2 separate regions of the Mus musculus genome follow, and region 1 is linked to region 2. Evidence: chromatin contacts called from public promoter capture Hi-C data. All regions are on one chromosome and are shown on one strand. The core of a region is the stretch at or near the end of the contact, and the rest is flanking DNA. Distances in the headings are between cores, read along the strand shown.

Region 1 (6,169 bases), core at 1,798-4,297, 52 kb after region 2:
CATAATGTAAATATTTGTGGTTTTCCCATGGTCTTAGGCAACCCCTGTGGAAGGGTCATTCAATCCCAAAGGGGTCACAACTAACAGGTTGAGAACAGCTGGTATAAAACAACATGGGACAGAAAAAAAAAAAAAAAAGAGTTCACCAGAATGGAACTGGAGAACTAACATTTTGCTTAGGTGGCTGCCTTCCATCAGTGTGAGTGTCCCTCCACCCTAGGCTACCTCGTGGATGATTGGTAGCCCCGCTGCTGTCTGCTCCCTTCCCTACCCATTGTCCAAAGAACACTGAACCATGGCTTCAGCGGCCTTCTTCACAGAAGTTGGTTAGTGCAGATCAGGCACCTCAGTGAGAGGTTATTAGCATCTCACTACCCTGGAAGCCTGGGTCCTAGACATCAGGTGACAAAAAGCCGGTCCTGGCTGAGGACTGTGCTTCCTGCCCATGGGTCTCACTCGGGGCACTCCGCATAGGAAGCACTGGACTGGCTGGAAAATGAGGCTTGTGTTCCTGCAATCAGCCACATCGCCCATGCAGAGCTTTCTGATTAACCTGGGCTTTTGCATACAAGGTGGAATCCCTGCCTTGTATGTGGGTCTGATCAATGGGAAGGGCACATGACTTGCTTTAAAATTAGCCTCATATTTCATTGTGTAACAGTTCTGGGTTTCACTAAATAGAATGACTGGGCTTTTATAAGGGCGCATATAATGTATTTCTATTTAGTGTATCTGATTGGTTCATCTTAGAGAAAATCCTTTAGATTCGCTGAGATGCCGTGTTTCCGCCTACAAAATGATGCTGTGGGTTTTGTAGGAAAAAGAAAGATTAACAAAACTTACCATCTTATCTAGGGCACAGAGGGAGAGGGAAGGAGAGGGAGGGAGAGGGAGGGAGAGGGAGGGAGGGAGAATCTGAGCTTGTCAATGAAGAGAACAATCTCTTCTGCCCAAAAGGACAGAGTGAAACTAGAAAGGAAAGAAATGATTACACTCTAAATCATGCTGTCAGCCAGGGTTAACATTCTGGGAGGTTCCAAAGCTCAGAGAACATTTCACATCTTAAGAAAAAAGGCTGGGTTTTTTTTCCCCCTATTTCCCCTGTGCCAGTGAGACATCCTCACGCAAATTCAAAATCAGCAAAAACCAGTTACCAGCCAAAGCCACCTTCCCGTTGTCCTTCACAAAGTCAGCTTGTTCCCCCAGATTTCTGATTCACCTTGGCTGCATCTGAAGATAAGCCCATATGACCTAGAGGCCAAGGAGAAGCAAAGAAGTTTATGTGCCTGCAGAAAATACATTTCTACAGTCAGGAGAATGTGGTGGCTTGAATAGGGATGACCCCTATAGACCGGTGTGTTTGAATGCTTGGCTATGGAGGGTGACACCATGAGGTGTGGCCTGTTGAAGGAGGTGTGTCACTGTGGAGGCTGGCTTTGAGGTCACATGTGTTCAAGCTATGCCCAGTGTGAGTTGGAGTCCAGCCTGGGATATGGGAAACTCCATCTCAAATCAAAAAGCAAAACCACTTTATAGCAAGAAAACCATTTTCCTGTGGTCCACAGAACTAAATAGGTGATTGATTATCATTTATGCTTCATATCTCATGTGACCGAGGGCCAGAGAAGAGGGGTTTAAAAGACTAGATCTTGGACTGGCTAGGGTGACTCAGTGGATCAGGGTGCTTGTCACCAGCTCAGACAACCTGATTTTGAACCCTAGGCCCCCATGGTGGAGGAATAGGACTTACTCCTGTGGGTTGTGCTCTGACTTCTGCATGTGTGCTGTGACATGCACACACCAGCACATGCACACACACATAAGTAACAAAAGCTTAAGAAAAGCTGGACCACTCTAGAGGGACATGTGTGCAGTACCTGCGGGGGCCAGAAGAGGGCATTAGACCCTTTGGAACTACAGTTATGGACGGTTGCAAGCTGCCCCGAAGATGCTGGGGAACTTGAATCTGGGTCCCTGCAAGAGCAGCCAGTGCTCTTAACCACTGAGCTATCTTTGTAGCCCAAGATATTATTTGGTAATAGTTTGTCTTAATGACACCATATCATATGCAAACTGATAGATAGATAGATAGATAGATAGATAGATAGATAGATGATAGATAGATAGATAGATAGATAGATAGATAGATAGATAGATAGTGTATTCATTTCTGGGTTTGAGATAGTCTAATAAACATCATATAGTCCAGTTATTTCTTTAGCTTACTGGTTTTTGTTTATTGTGACCACAAACGCAGTATGAGCATGGCTCTTCGAATTCCCTCCGTCTGCACCCTAAATTTGTCAGCCACCGAGGCCACCGAGTTTCACCTCTCTTACCTACCAGAGTGACTTTCCTCCCTTCAGAACCCAAGACCTTCATATCCTAACCATGCTTTGCATCAGAGTTCTAATTTTGCCAATCAGGAAGTTCATTAGCCTCACTGGGCTTGTTCAAGCTGCCTGTGTTCATATTCATATGTAAACTTGTATCATCTGACTTATAATAAGCCGTGTGTCTGGCAGGCGGCTTGTCCCCACAAACCCTGAAGGTGTCACTGCACAAGGTGCCAGGCTGTGTGAGGCTGACATTCCCTCTGCGCTCCCAGGATGAGCCAGCGCCGCAGTCTACTGAGTCAGGCGCACAGGCTGGAGACGGTCCGCTTGCTTCCCTGTCTCTCCGCTGTCCTCTTTCCATTCTTTGCAACTCAAGGGTTAGGAGGACAGGCAGTTAAGGCAGTTAACCTAGATGAAGCACAACAACCATGTAAGCGAATAGGTCCCAAACTGTTTAAACCACAAACAAGCTTATCACCTGCCCAAGTGACCCTGCCTTTGGAAATCTGTGCTGGTGGAACAGATAGCAGCCACCCACAGCGCAAGCCTCAACACACTGTCCTGGAATACTCCCGACCTTGAGCTGCCCTGGATACCCAAGAGAGCAAACCAACGCTATATTCCTAATGGCGCCTTGCCAATCCCCCAGCAAAGGCCTTGGAACTGAGCCTTAGCTACTGCCACCTCCGCACTTCACCAGGCTCGTGGGCTCCACCTTCTGGCCAGTGTTCCCCTGGCCTGGCCTGGCCTGTTCGTTGACGGTACAGGAGACTCTTAAGGGCAGCAATTTTGCTGAATTCCTCTGCTAGCCCGGGACAGTTTGGAATGGCACAGCCTGGACACAAGATGCTTCCCAGGGCTAGGTGGGTGGTGTCCAGAGACGCCGAGAACCCTCTAGGTAAACAGCATATCCACCCAAGGACGCTGGTCAGCCAAGACGGTGAAGTCCTGGAAGCATGCTCACTTGGGACCTTCCCCTAGCATCTGGTTCTTGCCTCTTGTATCGATCCTCAAATGGTCAATAAAATCACGGTCCCAAATCTATTCTTTTGATTGTTTGCTTGTTTTTGTTTGGTTGTTTGTTTGGGTTTTTTTTGTTGTTGTTGTTTGTTTTTTTGTTTTGTTTTGTTTTGTTTTTTGTTGTGTTTTTGTTTGTTTGTTTGTTTGTTTTTTGAGACAGGGTTTCTCTGTATAGCTCTGGCTGTCCTGGAACTCACTCTGTAGACCAGATCTATTCTTCCTTGGATGTAGATGTCGTGTTCCTTTTTCCTCAACTTAAACTCCAGATTCTCTGTGTGGCCACATCTCTGTGTGGAGCTTTTTGTATGCTCTGCCCCAGCCCTTCATGAAAATCAAGCAGATGAGGCTGGAAAGTTTCAATGGTCAAGTTCTTGAAGAAGTTCTGGGTTCACACATGCATAATAATAATAATAATAATAATAATAATAATAATAATAATAAACATGAATCTTTCTTGTTAAAAATCATTAAACCAAGTCTTTAAACCAGTTTAAGGAATGCTAATATATTGTTTTTCACACTGTGGTTTAAGTGTTTTAGTTCTGAGAGAAAAAGACTATGACTATCCCATAATACTTTACTGCTTGCTCTGGCTCCTTCACCTGGCTAAGCAGTGCTGCCTCTGGTAACTAGGGTGTGTATGCCTGTTGCAGTTTAGCTCTTTGCTTAGGATTTTTGTTTCTCTGCGTGTCTAGGTGCGTTTTGCCTGCGTAGATGACTGGGCACTGTGTGTGCATTGCCTGCGGAGGCCAGAAGAGAGTGTTTCATCTCTTGGAATTGAAGTTACAGACTCTGTAAGCCGCCATGTGGGTGCTGAGAACTGAACCTGGCTCCTCGGCCAGAGCAGCCAGTGATCTTACCCTCAGAGCCATCTCTCCAGCCCTCTTGTTTGGTTGGTTTTGGTTGGTTGGTTGGTTGGTTGGTTGGTTGGTTGGTTGGTTGGTTGATTGGTTGGTTGGTTCAGCTTGGGTTTTTGTTGTTGTTTGGGTTTATTTTATTTTATTTTTTTCTGTCAACCCTCTTTTTACTGTGTGCTTTACATAATCCTAATTTCAATATTTGTGACATCCATTCCCAACACCTGAATTGTTCTTTGAAATTTTGAGCTCGTCCATGCAGTAGGCTGAATAACGTGCCTCACCTCTGTCCTATACCCACAAGATGTAGATACGGTGTCGTCCATGGAAAGGCGACTGGGAAGCTGTCCTGAGATGGGGATGTTAATTCCGGTGGACCTAGTCCAGCAGGAATGTGGGTTTGTGGGAGTTATCATCATTCATTTCATCTCAGGTACGAGGGTTTGTTTTGTTTTGTTTTGTTTTGTTTTGTTTTGTTTGCCTGCATGTATGAATGTGCACCATGTGAGTACCTGGCCCCCAAGGAGATCAGAAGTGGACAATGGATCCCTTGGGACTGGAGTTATGGGTGGTTGCAAACCATCCTGTAGGTGCTAGGAATTAGACCCAGGTCCCTCTTGAGAGCAAAATGTGCTCTTAGTCACTGAGGCATCTCTCCAGCCCCTTACATGGCTTAAAGGGGAGAGTGTATCCCACTACAGCAGAGAAAGACTTGAAGCTGGAAGGATTCTAATTGTGCTGCTGGCTTTGCAATGGCGGAAGGAACTGCATTAGGCAGCTTTTTTAAAAGACAAGATTTCATGTAGCCCAGGCTGGCCTCCAGCTCCCTATACAGTTGAAGATGGCCCTTGAAGTCCTGCTTCTCTTGCTCTAGCCTCTTGAGTGCTAGGATTAGTGACATGTCCCACCATGCTTGACCGGTCAACTTGTCATGTCTGTAACAAAGGAGCCTAGCTTATAAATAAGAGGTCTGACTAAGTTATACCTGTGGAGGCTGAAAATCCAGGTGGCTTGACTCCCGTTGATGAGGGGCTGTGGTAGATGGCAAGGCGCATACAGGAAGCAATGAGGGGCAGGGAGAGACCAGTGGGCCGGGCTGGCTTAAATAAACTCTGTGAAAACAAGGGGGCCATGAGAGGATACCTTAGTGTCCTTTTGAGGACATCCCTCCAAAGATTCAAGAGCATCCTATTGGCCTCCAGTGTTTGGATCCCACTATTTGCCAGTGCACTGCCCTGGAGACCAAGGCTCCAACATTCAACCCAGAGGAGAAACTCCATCCCACCCGAGGAGCTAAAGGAACACAGCATCCTTGAAGAGCTGCACAGGGCAAGGGCTGGTCCTCTGCAGCCGCCAGAAGAGAATGAAGCCTGTCCATGCCCTCCTTTGAGACCAGGTGGTAGCTATTGCTGTAGCTAAGTTGGACCTTAAATTCCTGATCTTCCTTTCCCTCCTTCCAAGTGCTGGAATTATAAGCAGGGGCCACCACGCCTCGTTATGGAATCTCATTTCATTTGAGTTGCGAAACGGAAGTGTCCCCATCTCTCAAGCACTCTTGAAGCTGGCACATGCCTATGTTGTCCAACTTGAGAATACTAGTCTGTAGAGCAGCTTCCTGGAAAGGCCACACATGCACCTCTTCTGCGTCTTGCATCTTCCTGCCTGGGGCAGAGGTTACCTGTGGAGGGGCAGCGGCCATCTTGTAACTCGGAGGGTATTAGTCCTTTTTCAAGGGTGTTGAGTGTAAGCATAGGAAAAGTCTGAGCTCAGGTGATGTCATCTCACAAACTTAGACAGCTTTTGGTCACCTTGAGATTGTGGAAAAAACAATTGTCTGGTTAAACTATCATATCTAAATTTGTTTTGTGTAGCCAAATATCCTTTTAACCACAATACAATTTTAATGTTTATGTGACTATCATAAAATTTTACTCTGTAATCATGGTCTTTGGAGGG
Region 2 (6,556 bases), core at 920-3,419:
AGAGAAATCCATTCTCGTCATGTATTTCTTGTCTATGTTTTGGGAGCTGGGCAGATCAAAGAGAGGCCTGTTGCTTGCTCCAGAGGATCAAAGCCTCCCCCAGAGAGGAGGCCTGGCCTGGTCCCCACTAGCACCATGGTTCAGAGTGGCTGTGTTCCCACTTGGCCCAGCACGCTTGAGAATCGTGTCTGTGGCCTTCACAGCTTGGAGGCTGGAAACTGCGGTAGGCAGGCAGGGGTAGGCAGGCAGGCGGGCCGGCTGCAGACCTGACAGCATGATTGAACATTCTTGTAAATTGGGTCATGGCGTTCCCATAATTCCAGATGACTAGGCAAAGTGTCAAGGGTTCTCCGGGGTTCTGTACCTATGTGAGAGTATATCCCAAAGGCTACTTCAGCAGTGGGTCAGTCCAGCGTGGCTGGGAAGACACCCCTTATACTGCTGCTGTGGCAGGGCAGATGAGGCTGTGAGGGAGATGAGACTGGAAAGGGCGTAGTGCTGCAGGCCGTCCACGGCCAGCGTCGGGGATAGAGGGGGTGTGAGCAGCTAAGGATGGGCACCCCTCGTCTTTCCCAAGGCATTAGCCACATGCTCCCTGCAAGGTGTGCCATTTGATTGCCCTCTGTGGAGCCCGGCCAGATGCACCCAAGCCTGGGAGTCATTGTGCTTCTCTGAAAGGGGTGCAGTGCCCTTTCTCGTGATGGACACAGGCTGGCTCGTGCATGTACACCTGCTGTCTTTGGGTCAGAACTCCATTTCTGAAAACAAGGTCCATATGGAGGTTCATTCCATCCCTTCACCCGGCTTTCTTCTTGTGTAACAGTGTCTCAGGTTTCATATATGTACCTGTCATTAATACAGTTGTTTCTCTTAGCCACGTGGATGTACTCAGGACCCACCTCAAACTGAATGCCTGAAGCCAGAGGTTATATAAAAGCTTGTACACACTAAGGTCTGTCTGTCTGTCTGTCTGTCTGTCTGTCTCTCTATCACTGTCTCTTTCATACACACACACACAAATTTTCACCTTCTCACATAAAGCACACTTTAAGAGGCTTACTGTGACATCTCCAAATCACCAGCATCAGTGTTTTTTAAGATCATTAGTAAAGGCTGTGTGAACAGCCAGGCTGATAAGTAGATGTCACTAACTGTTCGTCCCATTGGTAGCATGTAGCATAATGGGGATACGCTGGACAAAGCAGTTTGTGCTCCAGGCAGGGTTGTGTGGGTTGCACCTCTTTCCTCGGAGTGCTGTACAGTCTAACACCAGCCTAAAACGTTTCTGCTGTTTTCAGTCTAATATTCTCGAGCTGCAGTCAACTGCAGGTCATTGAAACCGTTTAGATCCTGTTTGTGTGTAGAATGTTTTTTCTCCCGGACCTTAAATTCTGTCTTCTGAGCTGTTGTATCTCTTTGGGTTTTAAGTCCTCCGTGCCTGGCACCTGATGCAGACAGCAAGTGTCCAGGTGTAAATGAAAAAGAAAAATGAATGGTGTGGATGGGTGATAGCTGGGCAGAAGCGTGGCATTGTGGTTGTGAGTGATACAAGCCTTTGGTGACAGCCTGTCTTTGTACCTTAGAGGAGCAGCAGCCGTAGCTGTAAAGAGTGTATAGACACACTCAGTTGTGGGTGTGGGCGTGGGGGAAGATACCTGCCTTGTCAGAATCAGCCTGGTGAGTCATGGCTCAACCCCCACTTCATCACTGGGGCAGCGAGCCCATCCGTGGCATAGATCCCTCTTGACTCTCGCCATGTCTGCTCTCCAAAGACTGTTGGCTTTTTCCACTGTTCCTAAGTTTGATTGAGAAAAGTTCTGCAAACCCAGGAGGAGAGTGGTGCAGCTGAGAAGGAAGGCACCGAAAGAACAAATGTGGCCCTCTGGCAAAGTCTCCTCCTGGGTGTGCGTTTGAAGAGGGACCCCCATGTGAGGCAGCTCCTGCAGGCCTCCACGGCAGAGCAGTTTAGACAGGTTATCCAGGCCAGACACTGTCTTCAGTTGTCTCCAGATACTAAACCCACAAGTCTTTCCTGAAGCCCACTGCTGGATTCAGTACTCTTGACTGAAATTTGACCTTAGGTTTTTCTGCTTTTCTCTGGCCATGTTAGCCTAGATTCTCAAACTGGATTCTGTCCTAGGCTGCTGTCCTTGGAATCTTAGGTCATTCAGAGCAGTTCCAGGAACTTACTTTTTTTCCCAATCCACTAATGGCTCTCCTCCGCTGTCCACCCCCACCCAGTCGGTTAGCCTTGTATATTTTAAAGCCTTTCTATGCTCTTGTTTCCAGCTTTCCTGTGGCTTCTGCTTAGAAAACTGAAAAGCCTTAGTTAACAAGGAGATTGAACGATTCTTGTATTGTTCCCTCTCCGGGAACTGTTCCTGATGTTAGAATCCAGAACGCTGTGACTTGAATTTTCTTCCTACTGTGTAGCATTAAATGGGTGTGTACAGCTACTAGGAAGTGTGTTCCAACATCTGCTGTGCTTCAGACCTGGGTCCTTGTGCCCTTTGGGCACATCATTTGTTCTAGGTGATGCTGCTGAACATCTGTCCCTGTTTGCACTCTCCTGGACATGGGAGGCAATAGATCCTTGATATTTAGTTAATGTTTTCATTTAGCTGTTGATGTTTTAGATAGTCTCTTAAATCTTCCAAGCTTCTCTCTTGAAGTATTACCCATCCCCCATGCCCCGCCCTTTCCCTAGAGGTTTGGCAATACTTAGAAATGGTTTTGAAGGTTTTCAGAAGAACTGGAGGCTCAGTGACTGATTCTGTGTAAAACAGTGCAACTATATTTGCAGCATAACTAAACACACGATTGTGAATTTGATAACCATAAATTAAAGTTACATTAAATTTAACTGAATTGTTTGTGTGTGTGTGTGTTTGTTTTGAGACAAGGTTTTATTTTGTAGCCCCCGCTGACCTGGAACTATGGCTAGCCCAGGCTAGCCTCAAGTCAGTTTGTCTTGCCTCAGATGTATGCATTTCCCACACCCGGCGCAGTATCAGAGTCCTAAGGTTGGACACCTTGACTCACGACTGTGATCAGTGCTAAATTGACTCGGTCATTTGCTATTGGATTACGATCCAAATTTACAAAAATGTGTTTATCGTGGCCTTTGTGTGTGTGCTCCAAAGGAGAGACCTTTCTGGAACAGTTTATTCAAGCACTTCCACTGGCTTCCTTCCGTTTAGAGCTGACTTGATTGGTTGGAGGACATGATGTTTAATATTTTAATTTTTTACTGTGGGCATGAAGTATTTAAAGTAAAAAACGAAGGTGACAAGTAATTTTAAGCAGGGAGCAGAGTCAGACAGGGTATTGGGGAGTACAGGTGACTGGGGGAGGGTAAGAGGACTAGCAAGACGAGAGGCAGCGGGGAAGGGTGTATGTGCATGCGTGTGTGTGTGTGTGTGTGTGTGTGTGTGTGTGTGTGTGTGTAAATACCTTAATAATGGCATCAGGGGGTGGCTTAGGCTAACAAGATGGCTCTGCAGGAAAAGGCACTTGCCGTCAAGTGTGACAATCTGAGTTTGAGCCCTGTGGACCCACGTGATAGGAGGAAAGAACCAATTCCCAAACTCATCCTCAGACTTCCACATACATACCCCCCACACACACACACAGAATATTTTAAATTATATTGTATATAATATATACTATGTATAGCCTAAGTGTATTTAATATAGACAATATATCTGGTGACAAGCAAGGACAGTTCCTCTCCTGCTGTTTTCAGTGTCCTTCCCCTGTGGGATGGATGTCTGCCACCTTTCAATCCAGTTCTTCTTTCACACCGAGGTCTAGCACCACAGGGAAGGCTGCTCTGGAACTGAGAAGAGAAGTTTAGGAAACTGGGACTTGGTTGGGTTTTTTGGGTTTTGTTTGTTTGTTTTTTGTTGTTTTGGTTTTTATGTGACTTCATAGGCTGCACCGCTGTGGTTTTCAGTGCGCACAGTTGCATGCGTGGAGGGGTGGGGAGCAGCTTTGGTTTCGCATGAGGAATTCAGCCTTTGCCTTTGCACCGTTGAAAATGGCTTGTTCTTGTTCTTTCAGGAAAATGCGTGTAAGAAGTATTTTGAGTAGACAGTAATCAATGTCTCCTTTCTCTTTAATAGGTTTTAAAATGGAACATTTCGATGCGTCACTCAGTACCTATTTCAAGGCCTTCCTGGGCCCCCGAGGTAAGCTGGCTTCTGGTTTAGCTCTCATCTGCGGCTCCCCTCCCATCTCTTTATAGCCTCTCGTAAATATTGCATGAGGTCTTGGAAATTGTTTTCTAAGATGAGATCAAAACTTTATCTCCAGTCCTAAGGACCTTGTGAAGTTCTCTGTTAGTTGAATGCTGTCCCCTGGCTCTCGAGGTGGAGACCTTATGGCTGTGCCATCCTTCTGCCGGCTCAGCTTCCATAGTGCAGCCCGTGAACGCCAGTGATTTCACAGTGGTTGATGGTGGTACGATTTCCTGAGATCTTGACTCTCTAGAGGAGACCAAGCCGGTGCATTCTGAACACGCCCAGTGTGAGGACAAAATGCTCTCTCCCTTGCAAAGTTCTGAGGGCTGCTGTTCTCTACAAACTGGGTCTTGACCTATTGCCCAGGCCAGCCCCGAACCCCTTAGATCCTCATGCCTCAGCTCTCCCAAGTGCTAGACTCTAAGTGTCTGTGAGGCACCACAGCCAGACAGAAGTATATGCATACAGTGCTGGCCATGAAACCCACAGCGTCATGTGTGAGGGGACGTGCGCTGTTGTTGTGCTGTAATGCAATAAGCCCACAGGACTTTACTCTTATTTTTAAATTTAAGTTTCAAAGAATTATCGTTTATTTTGACATGTGTGAATTGTACACACAGTTGAGCTTCGTTTTGGCATTTCCACGTCTACAGAATGTATGAAGTTCTTTTCCCTCCATTACCCTCTCCTTTGCCCCTCCCATCACCCGTCAGTTTCCATATCTCTAATAGTGCTTTAAGGATTTTTTTTGTTTTTTTAAGACCAGGCTGACCTGCCTGCCTCTGCCTCCCAAGTGCTAGGATTAAAGCTGTGTACCACCACTGCCTTTTTTTTTTTTAATTAACAAATCATTTCACATCATGCCATATATTCTTCAAATCCCTTGCTATACTGCTGCTTTTCATTATTTGTTCTTTTAATTTTTTTTTTTGAAGTAGCTATGCATGGCCTTTTAGTATTCTCTATAATACTTTCTTTACAAAAGAACTTTTCAAGGGGTTCACAGAAATGTATAAGGTTTCCATCACCAACAAAATAACCTGGAAAACCAACTTAAAGGAGGAAAGCTTTATTTTGGCTTCTGGGTTCAGAGGGGTCCATCCTTACCTTTCTGGGCCGGAGACAAGGCTGGCCATTGTTGGAAGAGCATGGCAGAGTAGAACCGTGCTTCTGGATGCAGGCAGAGTGTATAAGGACAGAGACAGGATAAGATATTCCCTTCAAAGGGAAGCCGTGTTGATCTGTCCTCTCCCGCCAGGCCCCGCCTTCTACGGTTTTCAATGTCTCAGTAGTCCAGTCAAGGATGAACAAGTGACAGATTCACCCATTAGTGCTGTCAGGGATCTCATGGTCCCTTCCCCCAAAGCCCTAACTAGGCAGCTGCTTGTAAACTGCTTCTTATCAGAACAGAGGACTCTCAGGTTCACTCATTTTTAAGATACAGGAAAAAAAAAACGAAAAAAAAACAACACCAAAAGAGCTTCATCAGTGGGTGAAAGATGAAAGGTGTTTGATACCATCTGCCGTAAGAATAAGGGTGTGGGGCGTCTAACCTGGTACAGCCTCTCTGCCTCTGTGGCAGGTAAAATGCGCGGTCTTTAAACTGTCATCCTACAGTGTCATCCTACAGTGATACTTGATCATTTTGCAAAGATACATGAAGAATGCCCTTCTGAGAATTGTTAAGATCAGGCATCAGGTAGTTGCCCATGGAGAAGGAGCAGGTTAGACTAGAGGGTACTCTGTTGAAAGAACAGGTTACATTGGCAGTGCTGGCTCAGACCTGTCATCCTAGCACCCAGGAAGCGGAAGCAGGAAAACCATGGGTTTGAGAGTAGCACAAATCATGTAACAAGTTCCAGGCCATTCCGAGCTATACTGTGAGAGACAGAAAAAGAACAATGAAATGCCTTTGCATCTGCCTGTGTTGAAACGGTGCCTTCATACTTGGTTATAAAGAGTCAGAAAATTCAGCCTTTAGTTGTCTGAAGTAATAAAAGTGATAAGTGCTCTACTTTGCAAGGTAGAGGAGCCCATTGCAAGGGCACTGTGGCCGTAACCAAGAACCCTGTTCTTTGTATTTTTCCACTTTGCCATTCTCATCCGTCCTCAAGATGACCACCTTCATGATTCCAGTAGCTCAGGCTGTTCACCCACCACAGGAAGAAGATGGTTGTTCATTGCATAAGCTGGAGAAAAAAGAAAGCTTAGTGGTCACAATTACCCCAACATTCCATTTCTGCACGAGAAACCACACAGAGCAGTGATCCGCCATGGTTACCTGGATCCTTAGGAACGCTTGCCCTGGGGCTAGG

The links. Promoter capture Hi-C pulls out the DNA fragments that hold promoters and counts their contacts.
Region 1: a promoter capture Hi-C map of liver shows a contact between it and region 2, with 2.1 times the contacts expected there. The contact joins two enhancer-like sites. A contact is called at or near these places in 11 of 39 promoter capture datasets (the 3T3-L1 cell line, 3T3-L1-derived adipocytes, the C10 cell line and 7 more), 3 of 15 datasets of contacts at CTCF or cohesin (CD8 T cells, large pre-B cells and pro-B cells), 4 of 484 Hi-C or Micro-C datasets (bone marrow-derived macrophages and liver), 4 of 115 datasets of contacts at active chromatin or transcription factors (CD8 T cells and embryonic stem cells) and 1 of 9 other capture datasets (embryonic stem cells).

The regions. Positions count from the first base shown.
Region 1 is chr9:78,003,799-78,009,967 of GRCm38.p6, forward strand. It overlaps a transcript of Gm34829 not described here. Among named protein-coding and RNA genes, the nearest start is that of Gm39375, 5.9 kb to the right of the region's middle. Within about 2 kb of position 3,048, at least 44 of the 459 cell types and tissues checked have an H3K27ac peak or open chromatin away from gene starts, as enhancers often do. A contact at or near this core is called in CD8 T cells and liver, where this site is marked.
Region 2 is chr9:77,953,017-77,959,572 of GRCm38.p6, forward strand. Elovl5 (ELOVL family member 5, elongation of long chain fatty acids (yeast)) reads left to right here. Exons shown (of 8, transcript NM_134255.3): 2 at 4,125-4,190. The coding sequence starts at 4,133. Among named protein-coding and RNA genes, the nearest start is that of Gm34771, 12 kb to the right of the region's middle. Within about 2 kb of position 2,170, at least 55 of the 459 cell types and tissues checked have an H3K27ac peak or open chromatin away from gene starts, as enhancers often do. A contact at or near this core is called in CD8 T cells and liver, where this site is marked.